2 separate regions of the Capra hircus genome follow, and region 1 is linked to region 2. The links are chromatin contacts, called in public Hi-C maps. All regions are on one chromosome and are shown on one strand. The core of a region is the stretch at or near the end of the contact, and the rest is flanking DNA. Distances in the headings are between cores, read along the strand shown. Region 1 holds the start of LOC102183007 (cell surface glycoprotein CD200 receptor 1). Region 2 has its middle 3.7 kb from the start of TRNAY-GUA.

Region 1 (4,140 bases), core at 17-2,516, 140 kb before region 2:
AAGAGTTTTTTCCTCCTAAACGTAATCTAAATACATATGAATAGTAACATTAAGACAGTTTTCATTTGTATTTTTTTGGCAAATCTAAATTTTTAGATCTAAATCTACATCTAATTTAGTTCTGTGGCAACTAAAGATGAGTATTTATTTGTAGTTTGATTCATATGACACATTCTAGCTCTTCAAACATGAAAGTGAATGGAAATAAGTACCAAATTGTGATAGACAAAATAATGCTCCCCTACAAGATATCCCTCATAGCTTAGTTGCTAAAGAATCTGCCTACAATGCAGGAGACCTGGGCTCGATTCCTGAGTTGGGAAGATCCCCTGGAGAAGGAAATGGCAATCCACTCCAGTATTCTTGCCTGGAAAATCCTATGGACAGAGGAGCCTGGCAGGCTAGAGTCCATGGCGTCGCAAGAGTTGAACATGACTTAGCGACTTAACCGCCACCATCATACTAAACCACCACACTAAACCACCACCACAAGATATCCATGTCCTAACCTCTGAAATTTGTAAATGTGTAGCCTTACACAGGAAATGGGACTTTGCAGATGTGGTTAAGTTAACGATTATGAGATGGGGAGGTGATCGTGGATTATCTGGAGGGTCCAATATAATCACAAATGTCTCTATAAAAGGGAGGCAGGAGAATTACCATCAGAAAGATGTAACAAAGAACACTGGTGGGAATTATGCAGCCACGAGACTCAGAGTCTAAGTGGCCCCTAGGCAAAGAACAGATTCTATCAGGTATCTAGAAAGAATGCAGCCTTGCCAATACCTAGATATTAACTCTATGGAATCTATTTTGAACTTTAGACCTCTAGAACTGTAAGGTGATTAATTTGTGTTGTTTTAAGCTGCTCAGTTTTGGTAACTTATTATAGTAGTAATAGGAAAGTAATACATTTATGATGCTTCAAGAGTTGTGTGTGACTCCCGAAATCACACAAGAATTTTCAAGCAAAAATCTTTTATTTCAAGCTTGGTTACTAAGACTGTACACCTCTTCAACCTGGAGATAACTTTTAAAAGTTACGATGACTGGGAAATTTACAGGGATGGGCCAAATATAGATAAATATCTTGTTTTACCTTTTAAACCAAGTTTAGACAAATCAGCTTGTGTTGGGCACATTCAGTGCCTTACTGTAGAGTTTATCTGTGTATAGCAGAAGTGAGAGGAGGACCAATGAGCTGAAAGATTAACTCAATCAATCCGCTTCCTCTGTCTTTGCTTCAGTGCTTCATACAGGAAATCTATTGCTGTGTCAAGTTCCAGAGAAGTTTCTTCTGTTCCAAGTTACGAAGCTGGCTGAAACACACAGAGTTGAAGGAAGGGGCTAGGAGGAAAGGAGTGCTGTGCTGCTAATGGGCTAAGAAGACCCAGTACGGAAGAGTCAATCAGACAGAGCCTCACCATGTCCTCAGCTCCTTTTACACCTGTGCGGATGAACAGCGCTGAGTGAAGGGCAGGAAATAAGGAAACAGAAATGCCCCGCACTTGGATAACTTCTGATCTTCAGCTACGACTAATTTTGACTCTCTTCTTAGTTGCAGGTGAGTTTGAATTTTCTTTGGGAGGGTGACAGGAGAATGACAGGTGAGAAACCTGGTCACAGCTTTTCCTGAGCTTTCTTTGCCTTTCTTATGGGGGCAGAGCACAGCAAATACAGTCAGAGTTATGGGGGAGGGGAGACTTTCCTCCTAGATTTACTTCACTTTATTATTCTTATTTTCCCCTTTGTCTTGCTTATTTTATTTTTTATCCTACTACACTGTACGTATATCTATACTTTACCCCACTGCTTACTTCCTCATCCCCCCGCCCCCCATTTGTAGGGTGAGGCAGAATAAATTACTTTCTAGTAGCAATCCAAGTCATCTGATGAAAGCGGAATTATTTTCGTCTCTTCTTAAACAACTTAAATAATAATCCCAATCTATTTATGTCTGTATTGTTAACAGCATAAATGAGGAAAGTTTATTGTTCTCTTGTCACTTTCGATGACCAGGCACTTTTAAAAATATAACATGTTCAGAAGTTTGGTGTTGTGTCTGTGATGTATTTATTTTAATATGTGTGGGCTGTCAGAGACTCTTTCTGGCTTAGAAGACACACTCTTCAACATCTAGGTTCCTGCAAGAGTTGTGGAGATATTGGGGCTGTTGTGGGGGTGTCCTGGTTTCACTGCAGAGGGTTGGTAGGAGTTGATGTAGGAGGGAGTTTTCAGGTTTCACTTTTAGTTGATGGGAGCAGTTGCAAGGAAACATTTGGTTTTAAATTTCATAGTTTAGTAATTCAAAGAAAAAAATTATTTTTTCTCATATAAATGATTTTAAAATACTACCCGTCTTCCAGGAAAACATCTGCTTTTCCTCATGTAGGTGAGCACACATAAAGTAACTATGCTGTATCACTGAGCTTTTCTGTGCAGTGCTTTCACATAATTTTTCTCCTTTGATCTGCACAGCAACCCAACGAAGTAGGCACAGAAGACATTTTTCCACCTTACAAAGAAACTGAGGTATAGAGAGTTGAAATTTGTCCAAGTTTATACCACTGGTATACCTAGTACTAATATACATTTGTAAGCAACACTAAACATCTGAATAGGCAGTTTTCCTCAATACTTAGTCTTTATGCTTCTCGCTAACAAGCACCATTAAGTCAACACTTAGTTATAAACTGAATGGAGTATTTACTCATTTAAAAAAAAATCAAATGATCTGAATCTTTCAGTAGTTGAGATCTTATTGTAGAAAGTTTTTATAGAAACCTGTACAGGGCCCAGTTTGGCAGGAAATGTCAGCTGGACAATGAGTTATTTATGTTAAGCTGCAATGTGACTTTGGGGTAAAAGAAAAAAATCATGATTAAAACATAATCAATAATTTTGAGTTTGATGGTTTAAAGGTTTAGATTTTAAAACTATTTCTAACCGCAGCTAGGATATACTACCAATATCAAATCCCTGAAATTTGTGCTTCTATAATTATAATGTTATCAGAATATTTAAGAGAAAGATATGGAAAAGCAAATTATATTTTGTGCATGATAAATTCACCATGAAATAATTCAGAATAATGATATGCAAAGCCCTTGGTGCATGAGTTTATATCTTTATTACTAATACTGCTTTGTTATTAATACAGCTAAACAGAAATAACTCACTTTATTAGTTAAGACAAACTCACAAAGAAGAATGAGAGATAATAACTTCACTGTAAAACATGCCATTAAAAAATTATTTACTTTTTTGTTTACTTATTTGCTTGTAAATTAAAGTAATGTAGCAGTTGATAGATAAGATTTATTAAGAAAGTGTCTGAGAGGGAAAAATAAAAACAATGCTAATGATCCATTGCAGAGAAAAGCTCTCTAGTCCTATATCTAGTCTCCTTCCCTCAAACTCCCTTTACTCCATGCCACATCTTTCTTTTTATTTTATACTATTGTCTTCTAGATTTTTTTCTTGTGTTCAAATTATATTTTGATGTCCCCGTCAAAATGACTCTTTTCTTTTATAAAAGTCGCTAATATTTAGATTATGAGTTACTGGAAGAAATCCTCTTTTTTTTTCTTCTTTGGGCTAATTTTAACCATTTATTATTATCTTCCAGTAGGGGGCAGGCAGTCCAAGAGGAGATAAAAATCAAGGGAGGGTTGAGTGGCAGATTTGGCAGGTTTGCAAAAGATGGAAAAAGAGATTAAAGGCAATGTGAAAAAGGTGTTTGTCCTCATTGATTTCAGTCTTGTCTTCCTTTTCTAATTTGTAATAGCTATGAATTAACACATTATAGTAATTTTTAGGTGTGGTATCCTCTAAACATCCATGCTTAAGCAATTAATAAATGGTCAATACCAAAATCAGATTAGTTGTATTCTTTGCAGCCAAAGATGGAAAAGCTCTGTACAGTCAGCAAAAACAAGACCTGGAGCTGACTATGGCTCAGAACATCAGCTCCTTATTGCAAAATTCAGGCTTAAATTGAAGACAGTAGGGAAAAACACTAGATCATTCAGGTATAATGTAAATCAAATCCCTTATGCTTATACAGTGGAGGTGATGAATAGATTCAAGGGATTATGTCTGGTGGACAGTGCCTGAAGAACTATGGACAGAGGTTCC
Region 2 (3,814 bases), core at 874-3,373:
GGCTCAAACTACCACACAATTGCACTCATCTCACACGCTAGTAAAGTAATGCTCGAAATTCTCCAAGCCAGGCTTCAGCAATACGTGAACCGTGAACTTCCAGATGTTCAAGCTGGTATTAGAAAAGTCAGAGGAACCAGAGATCAAATTGCCAACATCTGCTGGATCATCGAAAAAGCAAGAGAATTAAAAAAAAAAAGTCTATTTCTGCTTTATTGACTATGCCAAAGCCTTTGACTGTGTGGATCACAATAAACTGTGGAAAATTCTTCAAGAGATAGGAATACTGGACTACCTGACCTGCCTCTTGAGAAACCTGTATGCAGGTCAGGAAGCAACAGTTAGAACTGGACATGGAACAACAGACTGGTTCCAAACAGGAAAAGGAGTACGTCAAGGCTGTATATTGTCACCCTGCTTATTTAAATTACATGCAGAGTACATCATGAGAGATGCTGGGCTGGAGGAAGCACAAGCTGGAATCAAGATTGCCAGGAGAAATATCAATAACCTCAGTTATGCAGATGATACCACCCTTATGGCAGAAAGTGAAGAAGAACTAAAGAGCCTCTTGATGAAAGTGAAAGAGGAGAGTGAAAAAGTTGGCTTAAAGCTCAACATTCAGAAAACGAAGATCATGGCATCTGGTCCCATCACTTCATGTGAAATAGATGGGGAAATGGTGGAAACAGTGTCAGACTTTATTTTTGGGGGGCTCCAAAATCACTGCAGATGGTGACTGCAGCCATAAAATTAAAAGACTTCTTGCTCCCTGGAAGGAAAGTTATGACCAATCTAGACAGCACATTAAAAAGCAGAGACATTACTTTGCCAACAAAGGTCTGTCTAATCAAGGTATGGTTTTTCCAGTAGTCATGTATGGATGTGAGAGTTGGACTGTGAAGAAGGCCGAGCGTCGAAGAATTGATACTTTTGAACTGTGGTGTTGGAGAAGACTCTTGACAATCCCTTGGCCTGCAAGGAGATCCAACCAGTCCATCCTAAAGGAGATCAGTCCTCGGTGTTCATTGTTGTTGAAGTTGAAACTCCAATACATTGGCCATCTGACGCAGAGAGTTGACTCATTCGAAAAGACCCTGATGCTGGGAAAGACTGAGGGAAGGAGGAGAAGGGGTCGACAGAGGATGAGATGGTTGGATGGCATCACCGACACAATGGACATGGGTTTGGGTGGACTCCGGGAGTTGATGACGGATAGGGAGGCCTGGTGTGCTGTGGTTCATGGGGTCGCAAACAGTCAGACACGACTGAGTGACTGAACTGAACTGAACTATCTTATATAAGAAGGCATCCAGAAGTAGGGCCAACCTCAAGTCTGGTTATTTCAATGGCTCTTCAAAGCCTTGAAGAACTTGGATTTTATCTTTTTCTCTGCTCTGTTATCATCAGTGTTTGCTTCATCCTCAGGCTGGAAGTGAGACAATGGCAACCATCTAAAGGCCACAACCAGACATAGCATGTCCAGAGGAAGAGGGCCAAGCATTTCTTCCTCAAACCCCATCTTATTCACAAGGACCTAGAGCCCTCAGAAGCTTCGTCTCTTGTCTGATTGGTCAAAGCTACAGGTCCAATCTCTGGCAAAGGGGCCAGAGATCATGTTACATTGGTGAGGTCTTCCATGGAATTGGGCTAAAGTCAGTGCCTTTCTCTAGGCACTCATCGTAGTAAACAAAATTGGGACTTTGTTAAAAAAGCAGAACTTAAGAGTTCATGTGAAGCCTTGATGAGGGAGAGGATAGCAATCAGATTGAGTTCTAAAAGATGCATAGGAATGCTACAAGTGGACGGCAGGGAAGAGAGGACGCCGTCGATAAAAAGACAGGGAGCTGTGACAGGGTGTGTCTCTTTCAGGGCAATGGAAACTGTCTGTATCATCTCCTCACACAAGTCCCACATTTCTTTCTTGAAGTCATCTGGGGACAGAAGATTGCTATTCTATTGAGAATGCCAGGAGAGTTTTGCAGATCCAGCATTTCTTGATGAATTTATAACGTTTTCTGAACAGAATGTCCAAATCTTCTGACTGATTCACCCAACACTGATTCTAAGATCAAACAAGGAGCCAAGAACTTTGGTTATACACAGTGAAACACCAAAGAGAGGCACGGGGCCTCAGGTTGGAGCAGCAGTGGGTCAGCTGGTTGATGTCACTCATCTAACAGGGTGGGACTTGGTGTCTGAGCTGGGTAAAGCTGGCAGAGTTGAGGTACTTCTCCTTATTCTGGTGCCCCCTCATGAAATATGAAAATAATTCTTGCTCTTAATACAGTTGAAGAGAAGGTTTTGAGGCCAGTCCTTCTATACTTACAAATGTCCTTGTAAGGAAAGGTGCTATAGAAACAAAAGGTCTTGTTATTCATTCTGTTGGCTTTTGAAAGGCCCTTATGCACACATTGGTATGTAGAAAAAACTGAATGAAGTATCCTTCCCTGAAACATTTCTTCTAAGACACAGAGGCGCCACACAGGTACACCTCGGACATAGATTTCCACTTCCCATCATGTCTGTTCTATTCTAAACCTCCCACACATGGAGGAGAGAGCTCCTCACAGGTATGGTAATCACCAGAGAGGAAAGAAATGATCACCTCTCCACAAGCAGAAGAAGGCTAGGGGAATCAAAAGAAATTGCAAATTTAACGAGAAAGAGCAAAATACATAGACTCAAAATCAGAGAAAAAAAATTGAACAAGATTCACTAAAAAAAAATGTTAAGATTCTTAAGGGAGAAGAAAAGAATCATCTTCTAAATTGCTATTATGATGTGCTTGTTGTTCAGAATGCAATCCTCCTGGGAAAACTGTTGTGTACGATTATGAGATTAATCATTTACCTTCTTCCTTAAGATGATGAAAATGCACATCTTTTCAGCTTCTCCCCTATGTTATCTTTATGAAAACAGAGACCTATCGAGCAGGGTGGTTTGTGGCTAACAGAAGAGTTTTACTTTGTTTCTTAAGGGCATCTTGTCTACTGTGCAGCTTCCTGGGGTTCAATGGGAGCCACAGAACCTGGACAGGAAGCAGGTCTCCTCCTCTGTGGGTGCTGTGTGCACATGTCACACTACTAGAAAGATGAACTTTGTATGCTGCTGCTGACCCTTGGAAAGGACGAGAGTGTCTCTGTAGACTTGATGTGCTATGGGAGATAGGAGATGGACCAAGCTGTGTATTTGTGTCTGAATACAGCTTGCTTATGGTTCATGCACTCCCAATTGAAGGCTTTGACCCAAGGACACCATCTGCTACATAACACCTTTAAACAAACAAACAAACAAACAAACAAACAAACAAAAAAACCTCACCCACAGACTTTCTCATTTTCCATGCGATGGAAAATCACAACACAACACATTTACAAGATATTGAAAACCAAGGAACGGCACAAGATGTTAGCTCCAAGAAACTACAGTAACTGTCTTGGGACTAGAAAGAATGATTAAACAACCAGCATTCCAGCAAGAAGCATCTGTCTTTTGTCATTCTCCCCAAAGCAACATAAAAAGTGCAGAGGAAGGCAGCCATTTCAGCAGGGGCAAAGGAGGTCAGCTGTTTGCAACATTTTCCACCATTCCCTTAGAACTAAAACCCAAATCCCATTACTTTCCAACTGCCTATCAAAGCGGAGTGTTTGCTGATGCAGCTCAAGGAGACCTAATCACTCCCCGCAGCAGTTCCCCGTGGCAGCCTCTGCATCCTGGAGGATGACTAAATGGCCGAGTCCAGAGAGGAGCTGGATGTGAAATCTCACCCCTATGCCAAATTCGTCTTGGGTGTTTAAATTTTTTTTTTACT

The links. Hi-C and Micro-C count contacts between places; a contact is called where the count stands out from the background.
Region 1: a Hi-C map of blood shows a contact between it and region 2, with 4 times the contacts expected there. The contact joins the promoter of LOC102183007 here to the enhancer-like site in region 2. A contact is called at or near these places in 2 of 5 Hi-C or Micro-C datasets (both in blood).

What each region holds. Positions count from the first base shown.
Region 1 is chr1:57,437,420-57,441,559 of ARS1.2, reverse strand. It overlaps LOC102183007 (cell surface glycoprotein CD200 receptor 1), which reads left to right and starts at 1,266. Exons shown (of 8, transcript XM_018066089.1): 1 at 1,266-1,567. The coding sequence starts at 1,501.
Region 2 is chr1:57,298,405-57,302,218 of ARS1.2, reverse strand. No RefSeq gene overlaps it. Among named protein-coding and RNA genes, the nearest start is that of TRNAY-GUA, 3.7 kb to the right of the region's middle. Within about 2 kb of position 2,123, at least 1 of the 5 cell types and tissues checked has an H3K27ac peak or open chromatin away from gene starts, as enhancers often do.